Linked DNA regions of Zea mays: region 1 is linked to region 2. Evidence: chromatin contacts called from public Hi-C data. All regions are on one chromosome and are shown on one strand. The core of a region is the stretch at or near the end of the contact, and the rest is flanking DNA. Distances in the headings are between cores, read along the strand shown.

Evidence for each region. Hi-C and Micro-C count contacts between places; a contact is called where the count stands out from the background.
Region 1: a contact with region 2 is called in a Hi-C map of tassel, with 2.4 times the contacts expected there. The contact joins the promoter of LOC100502435 here to the promoter of LOC100381726 in region 2. A contact is called at or near these places in 9 of 25 Hi-C or Micro-C datasets (bundle sheath, ear, endosperm and 3 more) and 1 of 3 datasets of contacts at active chromatin or transcription factors (leaf).

Annotation. Positions count from the first base shown.
Region 1 is chr4:185,992,459-185,998,566 of Zm-B73-REFERENCE-NAM-5.0, forward strand. LOC100502435 (putative AP2/EREBP transcription factor superfamily protein) reads right to left here and starts at 1,270. Exons shown (of 1, transcript NM_001196913.1): 1 at 1-1,270. The coding sequence starts at 764.
Region 2 is chr4:185,833,331-185,839,139 of Zm-B73-REFERENCE-NAM-5.0, forward strand. LOC100381726 reads left to right here and starts at 4,027. Exons shown (of 1, transcript NM_001174533.1): 1 at 4,027-5,456. The coding sequence starts at 4,323. The coding sequence ends at 4,640.

The sequences.
Region 1 (6,108 bases), core at 20-2,519, 160 kb after region 2:
CACTTGGGGGAGTCCGGCAGGGACGCGGCCGACTCGTCGCTGGACGAGCTGTTCTTGGACCCCGCCAGGGACTGGCAGATGGCGGTGAGCTTGGCGTCCACGGAGGCGTGGAGCGGGCCGGCGAGGCGCGCGCCGCCGCCGCGGCGGAGGGACGGGAAGTTGAGGCGCGCCGTGTCGCCGCGGAGGCGGAAGGCCGCCTCGTCGTAGGCCAGCGCCGCGCCCTCGGCGGTGTCGAAGGTGCCGAGCCACAGCCGCGTGCGGTTCTTGGGGAGGCGGATCTCCGCCACCCACTTGCCCCAGTGGCGCTGGCGCACGCCGCGGTACAGCTTCGACTGCGCCGGCGGCGACCCGGACTGCTTCATCGGCTGCGCCCGCGGGCCCAGGAACGCCGCGTGCAGGCCCCTCTGCTGCTGGTGCTGGAACATGAGCTGGGCCTGGATCTGCTGGATCTGGGCCGGGCCGAGCTGGTTCAGGCCCATCGGCCCAGCCACGCCCGACGCCGTCGAAGCCGCGTAAGGCGACGAGTAGAGTGGCGGAAGCTGCGAGAAAGGCGAGGAGGTGGGGGTGGGAAGAGGCGAGGTGGTGTAGGAGGAGGGTGTAGGCATGTAAGAATCTGGGGCCAACGAGTAGCGATGGTAGGGGGAGGAAGCACTCGTTATAAAAGGCTCGAGTGCTTTCGCGAGCTCCTGATCCGAGGGGGACGAGGAGGCGATAAGGTGTGCGCTGGTATTGCAGTACTTGTACATGTCTATGGCTGCGGCCATTGGAACTACTAGATGGAGAAAGCTTGGATGGAGCTAGAAGAAGAGGCTGGGCAGAACTTAAAACGGGAAGAAATAAAAGGAGCTTGTTTATGAAAACAGGGGTAGGAAAAAGTTTGGAAATCAGCCCTGTTCCTCAATAAAAGTAGAGAAACGAGGGTGTGTTTGTGCAGAGAAAAAAAAAAGAAGCGGTGAGAATCCAGAAGAGAAAAAAGGTTCTCTGGATCTCTGCTCCTCCTAGGAGAGGTGTGATGAGGTGAGAAAAAAAAATCCTAACCCAAGAACACGCTTCCTTTGAGGATTCTAATAAACCCAAAAGAAGAGCCTCTTGAACCGGACCTTTCTTGTGCTGCGCGTCCCTGCTGCTAAAAGAACCAGAGAGTTCAGAGAACGAACCTGCGTTGCTGCGCCTCGGTTGATTTTTTTTGCTCGGATCGCTCAAACCTCACCGTGGAGTTGGGATGGGATGTGGCTTGTTGTTCTTGTGGGGGGGTGGGGTTGAGTTGAGGCGCCTCTCTGGGGAAGAAAGGTCTCTCGGCCAGGCCTTTATATAGTGCCACTGCCAGGCTTGAGGCCGTGCACGCGAAGCCAAGCGGGCATCTCTTCCTCGCCGTTGTTTGCGATTTCTTCTGCTGGGTGGATTAGCACAAAATGATTCGATTAATCAACTAAACAATGATGCTCGAAAAAATATATTAAATGCAATTTGGAAGCAGGCCTGTTGCTCTCGTCTCGTGTCCATGGCGTCATCCTTCCCGCGCGAATGCCAAGTCGCAGCCAGTCCTTATCCGCCACGTGTGCGCCTTGTCTCGTGTGATCGGGAGCGTAGTGGGCTGGATTGACTTGCCAATGGTGGCGCCCTTTGTCCTCTGGAATTTGCCTTTTGGATTGCACCAAGAGCTAGATGCGGAAGAACTTCGTTCCACTACATCCATTCTTTTTTTTAATCATGGAAACGTGACATGTGAGTTTGATAAGATTTCAAATTTGCAAAATAGTCATTTTGGTCCCTCGTTTATCGTGTGAGACTCAATTTCGTCCCTTGATAATTGCTGTTTCAGTCCTTAAACTTCGGTTTTAGGTTTATGCATGAACTACCAAAGTGAAAATACTAAATTGACATCCAGCTTGATGGTTTGCGGATAAATCTAAGCCTAAAGTGCATAGTTTGAGGATTGAAAGAGCCATTTTAATAGTTATAAGGCAGAACCTAGTTCAAAAGGCATCTTCAAGAGACTCTTTATTTTTAGCACTCTATTTTACTCTTTATTTATCCTTTTATAAAGATTACATTATATATGTAGCATCTCTCTCCAACAGATTATCTATCTCGTTTTGCTAGCCAGGTGACTAGTGAGAGTTATTTTACTGTTAAGTAGTTAAAATTTGGCTTGGCGAACTATTTAACTATCTTGTTTTGCTCTCCCATTTATGTTGGGCACAAGTGTGATGGAGCTGGTGACGCTTCTGAATTCGTGTAGCAGAAACAAAGGTGAGTTTTGAACGTTCTGGATCCAGGAGAGCCGATAGAGGTCGTGGGTACCATTGATTTGGACCTTAATAAAGGACAAATTTGAATCGTACCTCTTCAATTATATATCGCCCATTGTAGGTCCTGCTACCGGCAACTGTACGATTGGTGAGTTTTTTTTTATTTATATTGGTCAATCATTGTTCCAGAAGTCTACGTAGCCACGTGATAAGGTTGTTTCGTCAAAACTATTTTTTGTGAGAAAAAAACACACACACACACATGAGGAACAAAAAAACCATTCAATTGTTGGACAGCAACAGAGCAAGAAAATAAGGCCGGGTGGAGGGAAAAAATTCAAAGCGTGGTAGCTCCCCTCCATCCAATTGATTTGCAAGTGGACCGAGGACCAGGTCATCACTAACGACGTGTGGTTCTGGATGCTCCACCATGCCATGCCATGCCGATGGTGATGTTGGAGCCGTTCTACGTATTAATTAAGGGCCCGTTTGGGAGGACTCCAGTTCCTCTAAAAATGGCTCCGGTTCGGGCTTTTCTAAAGAATTAGCTTCTTTGCAGGAGCCCGTACATTTTACAAATGGTTTGGCAAAACGGCTCCTCCAAATAGCACCACACTGAACAGCAGAGAGCTCCAGCTCCTGTGCAAACTGTGCAGACTGCAGAGCCGACATCGCCACCAGTGGACAGCTCCTGTGCAAACTGTGCAAGCGTGGTAGTCGTCTTTTTTTCACTAGAAAAAAAAAAACTTGACCTCAGATGCAGCACATCGTGCTAGGATGCTTCAAGCGGAGCTGCGGAGGACAATGCTTCACTTGAACAACCGGGTCAATAACCAGGTCATCAGGAACGCAAATGCGTGTTGGTCACATTGATGCGCCGCCGGTGAGGCGCGATGGCAACGTCCTTGCCCGATGCACATCCGGACATTTTCGACTCGTTTTTTTATTATTTTAATTTGTGTCGGAGAACTGCTCCTGCTGCCCGATGCGCTCTGCAACCTATACCGACGACGACAGAAACTCGCTACCGGAAGGAACTCTTGAACACAAGGCTCGTAGATAGATTGTAGAAGGGCAGCACGAGCGCGGTACGGCCGGCGGTTCTGGTCCAGGCAAGGGAAGGGGATCCACGAGTGGGCTCCGCCGTTGTGAAAGGTGAAGCGCGACGCGCCACCTTTGGGACGGAAGGGAAGGGGAGGAGGGGACGGGAAAATCGTCCGCGCGGCGCACGCGTGGTTGCGGCCGGGAAGCCACGCCTTGGCGAGAGTGCGCCGGCGGGGGACGCTGCGTTTCCGGCAAGCGAACCGAACCGCTTTCGTCGGCCACGCCTTTGATGGATAGATATAGATAGAATAGGCACCACGCACTAGAAAACTGCGTCATCGTCTCATCAGACCCATACCCTTGCGTGCTGCGACGCCGATATGCTTGTTAATTCTGGATGAGCTAATCGAGCTCTGCAATTTATTAGAAACGGGTGGCCACCGGAGCTCCCAACAACTGCAGCCGTTGTTGGCAAAGCTTCAGCTAGCTCTTGGCGCATCCAACTTTACTGTGCGCTATAACGGTGACATCAATCGCCTTGTGACTTGAGAGGCCAGCGAAACACCGGCAGCTTGAATGCAATCAAACAGTTGGGCGTCGCATCAGTGATCAGGCGGTGGTGATTTGGGGCGAGGTGTGCAAGTGGGTGGGCCGGGGCGGCAGGTGGGGAGCGGATGAGACCAGAAATGGATAGGAATAGATGATTTGTACTACTCCTTTCCCATCCACGCACCGCAACCGCAACTGGTGGAGGCATGGACCCTGGAGTGTCTGGATGGAGGAGCGCCGGCCCTCGATCGCATGAAGAAGCAGAAGGGACGTACTCCAGTATGCTTTTTGGTTGCTCGTGCTTCAAGTTCACGGAAGCCAATACGTAGTGATGTGGCTTTTTGGCATTGCAAGTCAAAAAGGCCCATCCCAGTCGCGCACTCGATCGATACGGGTAAAGTGGACGCTGGCTGTGCAGTGCTGCCCGTGATCGCCGCCGACGCAATCAATATAAAGCGGCTTCTTCTGTTAAAAAAAAAAAGACATTTGCATTGTGTTCTATTACCATCTATCTACTCGAGACGTTCGAATGGCTCCGTCCGCTGATGTGGTCTCGTCACTGGATTGTTTGCCGTCTCCAGAATGGAGTGGTTCTCTTCTCGTATAGCGAGTGAGACTCCGATCAGGCATATCTGGCAGGTGCCTGTGTCGCCGACTCGCCGTCCGAGCGCAGCGCACCCGTCTCATCTTTTCTGACGGGGTGCCTGCCATCGCCGTCCTGGAGTGGATGCACAAAGAGCACGCCACCAACCTCACCCCCGTAGGACACCACACCACGACCACAGTTTGTGTGGAGGTAGGTGGTGGACATGCACTCCTGTCTGCCTCTCGTTCAAACTTCGTTCCAGGGACCACAGTCTCTCCCCGGTGTCCTTTGTTCAAACATCCGCGCGGCGGGAACTCATGTGCCACCCTGCTGCTTCATGAGAGGGACCGAAAACCGCAGCTGCTCCCTGCTCGTTACAGGTAGGGATAAAAACGGAAAACGGTAATTTTCGGATACCGGAATTCGTTTTCGAAGTTTTACCGAAATTTAGACTTAAACGGAAACGAAAACGGTTAACGAAAATACGGAAACAGAATCGATAGAAAAACTCGGAATCGTAACTGGAGTAACTAGACATTGCATAGCTCTAGTAACTTAATACAAATAATATTAAGTTTTCTTTTGGTCAAATTTATTTATCTTATCTTTTATTTGTTTTATTAAATATGTTTTAAACATTAAACTCTGATGTGAATTTCGGGCCAATTTACGCAATTACGTGTCATGTCGTGGGCCGAGGGATAGGCCTGTGGGCTGGCCCGGCATGCCTCGGAATTCAGACGGGTCGGGATGGTTGTCGGTGTTTTGGGCCCGACCGCGCACTCGGGGTTGCCCCTCGAAGTGTTTTTTGGAGTAGGACGGTGTTACCGACTGTAGCTCGATGGTTCGTGCTAGATGTGCGAGAGACAGTGGACAATTTTATACAGGTTCGGGCCGCTTAGAGAGCCGTAACACCATACTTCCTGGTGTGGATCTTTTATGTGGTGGGTTACAGGGGAGTTCTCTAGTATAAGGGATACTAGAGAGCTGAGTAGACGGCTAATGAGTGAGTTGTTGTTTGAGGGGGTGTCCCCTAGGCCTTATATACTCGACCGTGGGGCGTTACATGCAGATATGATAACTGTTGGAGCGAAGGCGAAGACACTACCCTTCGCTCCAGGCCTTCGTCACCTCGCCACACCAACGGAAGCATGATGACGGCATGGTCCACCCTCCACCCTCCTCACCGGAAGGCGAAGGCTTACGACGAAGGCCTACGACAAAGTCTTCCCACCCCAAGTCCTCACCAGACCTGGTGGCCCTCTTGGGATTCGGCCCATCGTAACAGGCCCGCATTAATAAGCGTGTTACAGGCCCAATTTGTAATAGCTTTTCTGTAATGATAGTCCGTAACCCTCCCTTGTGAGAATATTCTGGGGATAATCCAGGTGCCTGATGGCACAAGCGTCCTTACATGGAGACGTTGGGCACTCAGACACCTATAAATACCCTCGTACAGTGCCCTTAAGAGGCGAGATTAACAGAGCAACAACCATCTCGAGTTAAACCTTGTTTGCATTCCTTTCACTCCCCCGTTGGATCAACTTGCCCAGGAGAGCAAGTTCCAACATTTGGCACCCACCGTTCGTGCTACGAACAAACCACCCGCGATGGCACCCAAGAGAGCTAGCTCGAAGGCAGCCCCATCCGTTGACGAAGCAGCGAAGGCAGCGCTGC
Region 2 (5,809 bases), core at 2,777-5,276:
GACGAGGAGAAGATATCCGTTCTCCACGGACCGACGCTCCACTTACTCTATATCTAGCAATAGATTACGAGGCCCACTTGTTGGCGCTCAGTCACCATGTGATGCCTCCCTTAGGCTATAAAAGGGAAGGCACACACATGGTAGTAGACAACCTCACAATAACACAAAGAGACTCCTAGGCAATAAAACACACGGAGATTCCCAGATAATACAACTCATAGTAGATGTAGGGTATTACGCTCCGACGGCCCGAACCATTCTAACCCTTGTGCTCTCGTGTTCTTCCAGCTATTCATGCAATCCCTAGGTCCCATCCTCATCTTAAGATCAGGGCGGGTGCACTCTGCCACCCGGTCGGAGGATTTTCCCTCCAAAACAATTAAACGAACTAAATCTAATAGTTTCAGCAAACACTTCGATATTGTAGCAACACACCACAAAACGTTTGGAGAAAAAAGAAAAACAAATATACTGTATCGAGTGTCAAGGAAAGACACTCGGCAAAATAAAGGTTTACCGAGTGTTTGGTGAGTGTCAACGCCTGACACTCGACAAAGTTAACGGTCGTCAACTATAGACGGTTGCTGACGGTTCTTTGCCGAGTGCCGTGTTTCGCCGAGAGCTTGACATTCGGCAAAGACTCCTTTGCCGAGTGTCTTTCTATGCCGAGTGTTTTACCCTCGGTAAACTAGGTCTGTGTCGAGAGTCTTAGTTCGCCGAGAGTGGCACTCGATAAAGCGCCGAGCACTCGCCAAAGAACCTGATTGCGGTAGTGTTATAATATTCTTTGTTTTTAAGGGTCCTAGGATGAGACTGATTACGGGGTGTTTGGTTTATAGTGACTGGTTTTTAGTTTATTCATTTTATTCTATTTTATTCTCTAAATTTTCAAATACAAAAACTAAAATAGAGTTTTAGTTTCCATATTTATCAATTTAAGAACTAAAATAGAATAAAATGTAAAGGCTAAAAATTAGTCCCTATAAACTAAACACTCCTATATACGACATCCAAGGTATAAATTTGTATATGCCTAAACGCACGATTATGGGTGCCTTTGATATGGCTCTTTAGACGGCTCTAACTCAAGCTTATCGTAAAGTTGTATCAAACGATTATGAAAAACGACGGCTCGCCGATAAACCCTAAAAAAAATAGAGTCTTTTTTTGTTGAGAGCTAGAGCACTAAAAACCTGGTTTTTATCGGCTCCACCTATATTTTTCCCATACATAATTAGAAAGAAACGCGGAGAGAATCTATTTTATCAAACAAGTAGCAAAATGGCTCCGATCCCTTAAAAAATCTAGAGTCCGAACTGTTTTTGAGGAACTAGAGCTCGGCCCAACGGAGGCCTACATGTCAAGGACCCTGCTTCTGACTCACATGTTAGGAACCGTCTGTTCTGATTCTTCTTGCTGTCAAGTGTTGTCTAATAACTATATTGTACTAATCTACTAGTACAGAGGAAACAGCTTAAAAAGGAAGAAGGGTCAACTAACATATAATTCTCTGACACCTAAGTTGGCCACTCAGCAGCTTTCATTGGGCAATATCTGTTCTAGCTTTTACGCTGTTAATTACTAATCTGTCTGGTACTCCTCACCAAAAGATGTACTAATCATGTAACTAAAATAATAAATAATGTGCGTACTTGCAGCAACACACAGCATACTGACATTGGTAATCCTGTTCATGGGTCGGAAAGATGGGGATAGGATAGGTAGGTCAGGCCCGTCCAAAAGGATGCTTAGAGGTATCATTAAACTGAACCCTTGCTCAACTCGCAGACACTGCTGCGTTGCGTGCCATGCGTATCTGAGATGGAAAGACCCAAAGAAATTTTATCTGCTCACGGACTCGGCACCGAGAACCTGAGATCTCCAGACCCCCGTCGCAATCGGCTCGAGCTCGCAAACGCGCGGTGGGAAAAAAGGAGGTGGGAAAAAAAGCGAAGGGATGGCAAAACCATCGCCGTGTAAAAGAACGCGGCCGCTTTCCACGTCGCCCGCCCAAGTACCCATCGTTTTCTGCTGCTGCACCCACCTCCTCCAGCCTTCCCTTTTTTTTTGTTTCGCCTTTTCCCTTCTTTAGTTTGCACCAGCAACAGATTAAAAGCGCCTTTTCTTGCCAAAAAATAAAAACGGACCATGGTTCTGCTGGCTCCGTTTCCTTAACAGCCAAGACAAATGCATTTTGTATTCCTAGATCTAGTGAGCAGGATCTTAATTGGACTTTAGGTACCAAATTGAAACCGATATGTTTGTTCATCGAACTCCAGGCATCAGCTAGTTTGATATTTGAAAACTTTACTTGTAGCTTGATTTTATTAGTTTGTATTGGAAGATCGTGTTGACACAGACCGCTGAACGACTGCCGATATATAGAGAGGGGATAAATGTGTCTCGCAAATAAAAATATATAGCACGCACATACGCATTCAGTATTTGTGAAGGACATGAGTCCTCGGCTCCATATATGACCAAATTAGGGATGACAATGGTGAATTCTCTGTCGGATTGTAGCTCCTTGTCTCCGCAACGAAAAGATTATTCTGTAGGGATCCCACGAATGTTTGCGGGGATATTTTTCTCCATCCCCATCGGGATCCTCGTCCCCGCTTAAATTATAATTAAATCTACTCTATTTATTATTAATATAAAACATCGTCACTTATACATATTGTTAGATGTAAAAATCATTATATGTACATTAAAATAAACACATTTGAACAACGGATGATCTCTTGACAAGATCATTATTTATTTTTACCATTAACTATTACATGAAAACATTGTCATATGTAAGTTTAACGGGTCCCCGCGGGAACGGAGACAGAGAATGCTTCCTCGTCCCCATCCCTGTTTACCTATCGAGAGAGAATTTTTTCCCGTTTAAATCCCCATAGGGGAAGAAACTTTGTCATCCCCATCCCCTAATAGAGGAATTCCCCGCAGGGAATCGGAGATCGGGTCCTTATTACCATCTCTAGACAAAACACTCTCAAGTTTTATGAGTAGTTTATTTCCTCCATAGTCCTCTGCCTATTTACCAGCCAATGTAGCAGTTGTTTCGCCTTGTTTACTACGTGACGTTTCCCATCTGTTTATAAGGCCAGTTACATAAAATTTATTAAGCTTATTAGAGGGTGCTTAAAACATTCCGTGGCGGTGCGGTGAGAGGGCTCGATGGGTCCACTGTGTAGGGCACCAGAAGAAAATTGAGAATGAGAAGAAAACATGGAAGACCGAATTTATAAGGGGCATTTAGTATTGGTTCATACAAAGAATCGGTGCTAAAGGTCTATTGGCGGGAACCTGAAAAAAAAAGACCTCTAGAGATTTATTTGGGTATAAATATAATCAACCACACAATTTAAAAAAATATAAACAAAAACAAGTAACAAGTGGATCTCCCTGCTCTTGTAGTACCAACTGAAGGAGGTAGAGACTTTATAAAGCATGTACAGTAATATTGGCTGAGCCTACAACTGATTCTAATATATGTTAGATCAACCGGCACCGAGCCGAGTACATTAGGTTAATCACAATAGAGATTTTATGAGGTGTTTCACGTATTAATTAGCCTGCCACATCAGCTATTTGATGACATGTCATAACATTTAATAAGGAAGAGTTTCATGGAGTTTCATGGGGATGAAACCATGTTAACTCGTTTCCAAGGTCTTGAAAACTGTGTGAAACCTCCACTGAGAGTGTTTTGTTTCATCTTCATATAATTGAGTAAATCCTATTGATTATTTATATGCAGCATTTAAGAAGTATGTTGACATATGAAACAGTGAGATGAAACTCTCTATTGAGAGAGGATGTTTCATTCATCCATAAAACTGACATGACATTTTTGAAAATAGAGAAATGAAATTCTCACTGTGATTAGCCTTAATAGCAGTTGGAGACACCAAACGATATTGATGTCCTCTTCGAGAATGCGACGGTTAAAGCACACTTGGATGAGTACAAACCGCGATCAGGCCGCGGGTACCGCGCGATAAAAAGACGAGCCATGCGTTCTGGTTCGAGAAAAACGACACGGGATCCCAGTAATCGACGCCAGGCAAAAGCGAGAGGCACCTCCGCTCCGCTCGGCTTGCCGTGGGTTCCGTCGGCCCGGCCCCTCGCCACTGCTGTAGAGTACGCCCTTTCCTCTCCGGTCGAGTCAGCCGCGCTCCTTTACGCCTCGCCGCTGCCCCCGCCACCGCAACGCCTGGTGCCCGGGGGCCGGGCCGGGTCGCGTGGTGGATCGACGCTGTACCAGTACCACCCTGCCTGCCGGCCGGCCGGCCTTTGGTGCGTCGCGTGGCATGTGCTGCTTGCGCGCACGTCGCGTTTCGCCGTCGAGTCTTGTGAAGGGACGCCGGACGCGCGCTGATGGGACGGGACGGGACCGGACTCGGACCGGGACAAGACGCGTCAGAGTACTCTCGCCTGCTGAATGCCTGCTCAGTGCTCACTGCTCAGCCGGTGCGCCCGCGCCGCTGTCGGCGTGCACGCCTGACGGGCGGGGGGCGGCTAGCTCCGGGCTCCCACCTCGGTTGGCGCGCGGCCAATCCCCACCGGCCGCAAGTACGCCCATCGCCGGGCCCCACGGCGTGGCGCGGCGCTACTGCCTAGTAGCCTAGCTACCTTGCCCGAGAACCCGAAGTAGAAAATGGCCAAGGCTTCCCCAGCCAACCAGGCCGTGCATGCATTGCATGGGCATATATGCGTCCGACCCGTATGCTGTCGAGTCGGCTAGCTTGCGTTGCGTGGAGTGTAGCTATAGTTGATCAGATGCATGGTGCAGTGAAGAGCGCGCAGCACACGGTTTACCCGTCGAGCTAGCGAGTACACAGCCGGAGTAGCCAATAATTATCAGCTGGACTTCTTTTTGTAGATCCTGCCGCTGCTGCTATATATATATATATATATATATTTATTTATTATAAATGTAAAAAAAGGAGAATAACTTTGTTCTACGTCTGGTGCTACTTATTATTATTATACTATATTTTGTAGAATCCCGGCAGGCCAGGCATCGCACACCGTGATGGACGGACAGCGCCTTTTTCGGTCTTCACGTGGTGTGGCCCAAGAGCAAGAGGTTCCCGTGCATCTTTCCGTCGAGTCATTTTATACAAAAGACGGGCCTGCCATTGGCCACCAGCGTTTTGCCACCAATGATCTGTGATCTCCGCTGTGGGATGGCAACGGGCACATTTTACCCGCGTGCCCGCGGGTAAAAACCCTATAGGGTGCGGGTTTGGGTGTGAGTTTGTACCCGCGGGTACGGGTGCGGGTTTGATTCTCAATCCGACGAGTTTTTTTCTCGCGGGTATGAAAATGTTATACCCGTGCCCGCAAACCCGCGTACCCGCAATGGATATATATATATATATATATATATGTATGTATGTATATATATATATGTGTGTATATATGTAATTTTATATGTGTGTATATTATATATATACATATTTGTATATGTATAGTTATATGTGTGTATAAATATATGTATATATAGATGATATATGTATAAATATATGTGTATAATTATGTGCCCGCGGGTTTGTGGCACCCGCGGGTCGCGGGTATGGGTAGCATATTGTACCCGTCGCGGGTAACGGGTACGGGTGCGGGTTTAATATTAAACCCGCGGAGGCGGGTTTGAAAACCATCTACCCGCGGGTTTCAAACCCGTTGCCATCCCTAGTTGTGCCTGTTCGCACCCTCACCCACATGGATGGGTCGTCGTCGATGGTTCTTCTGGACGCTAGAACGGACCGGGCGGCTGTGTCTTCGAGCTGAAGTG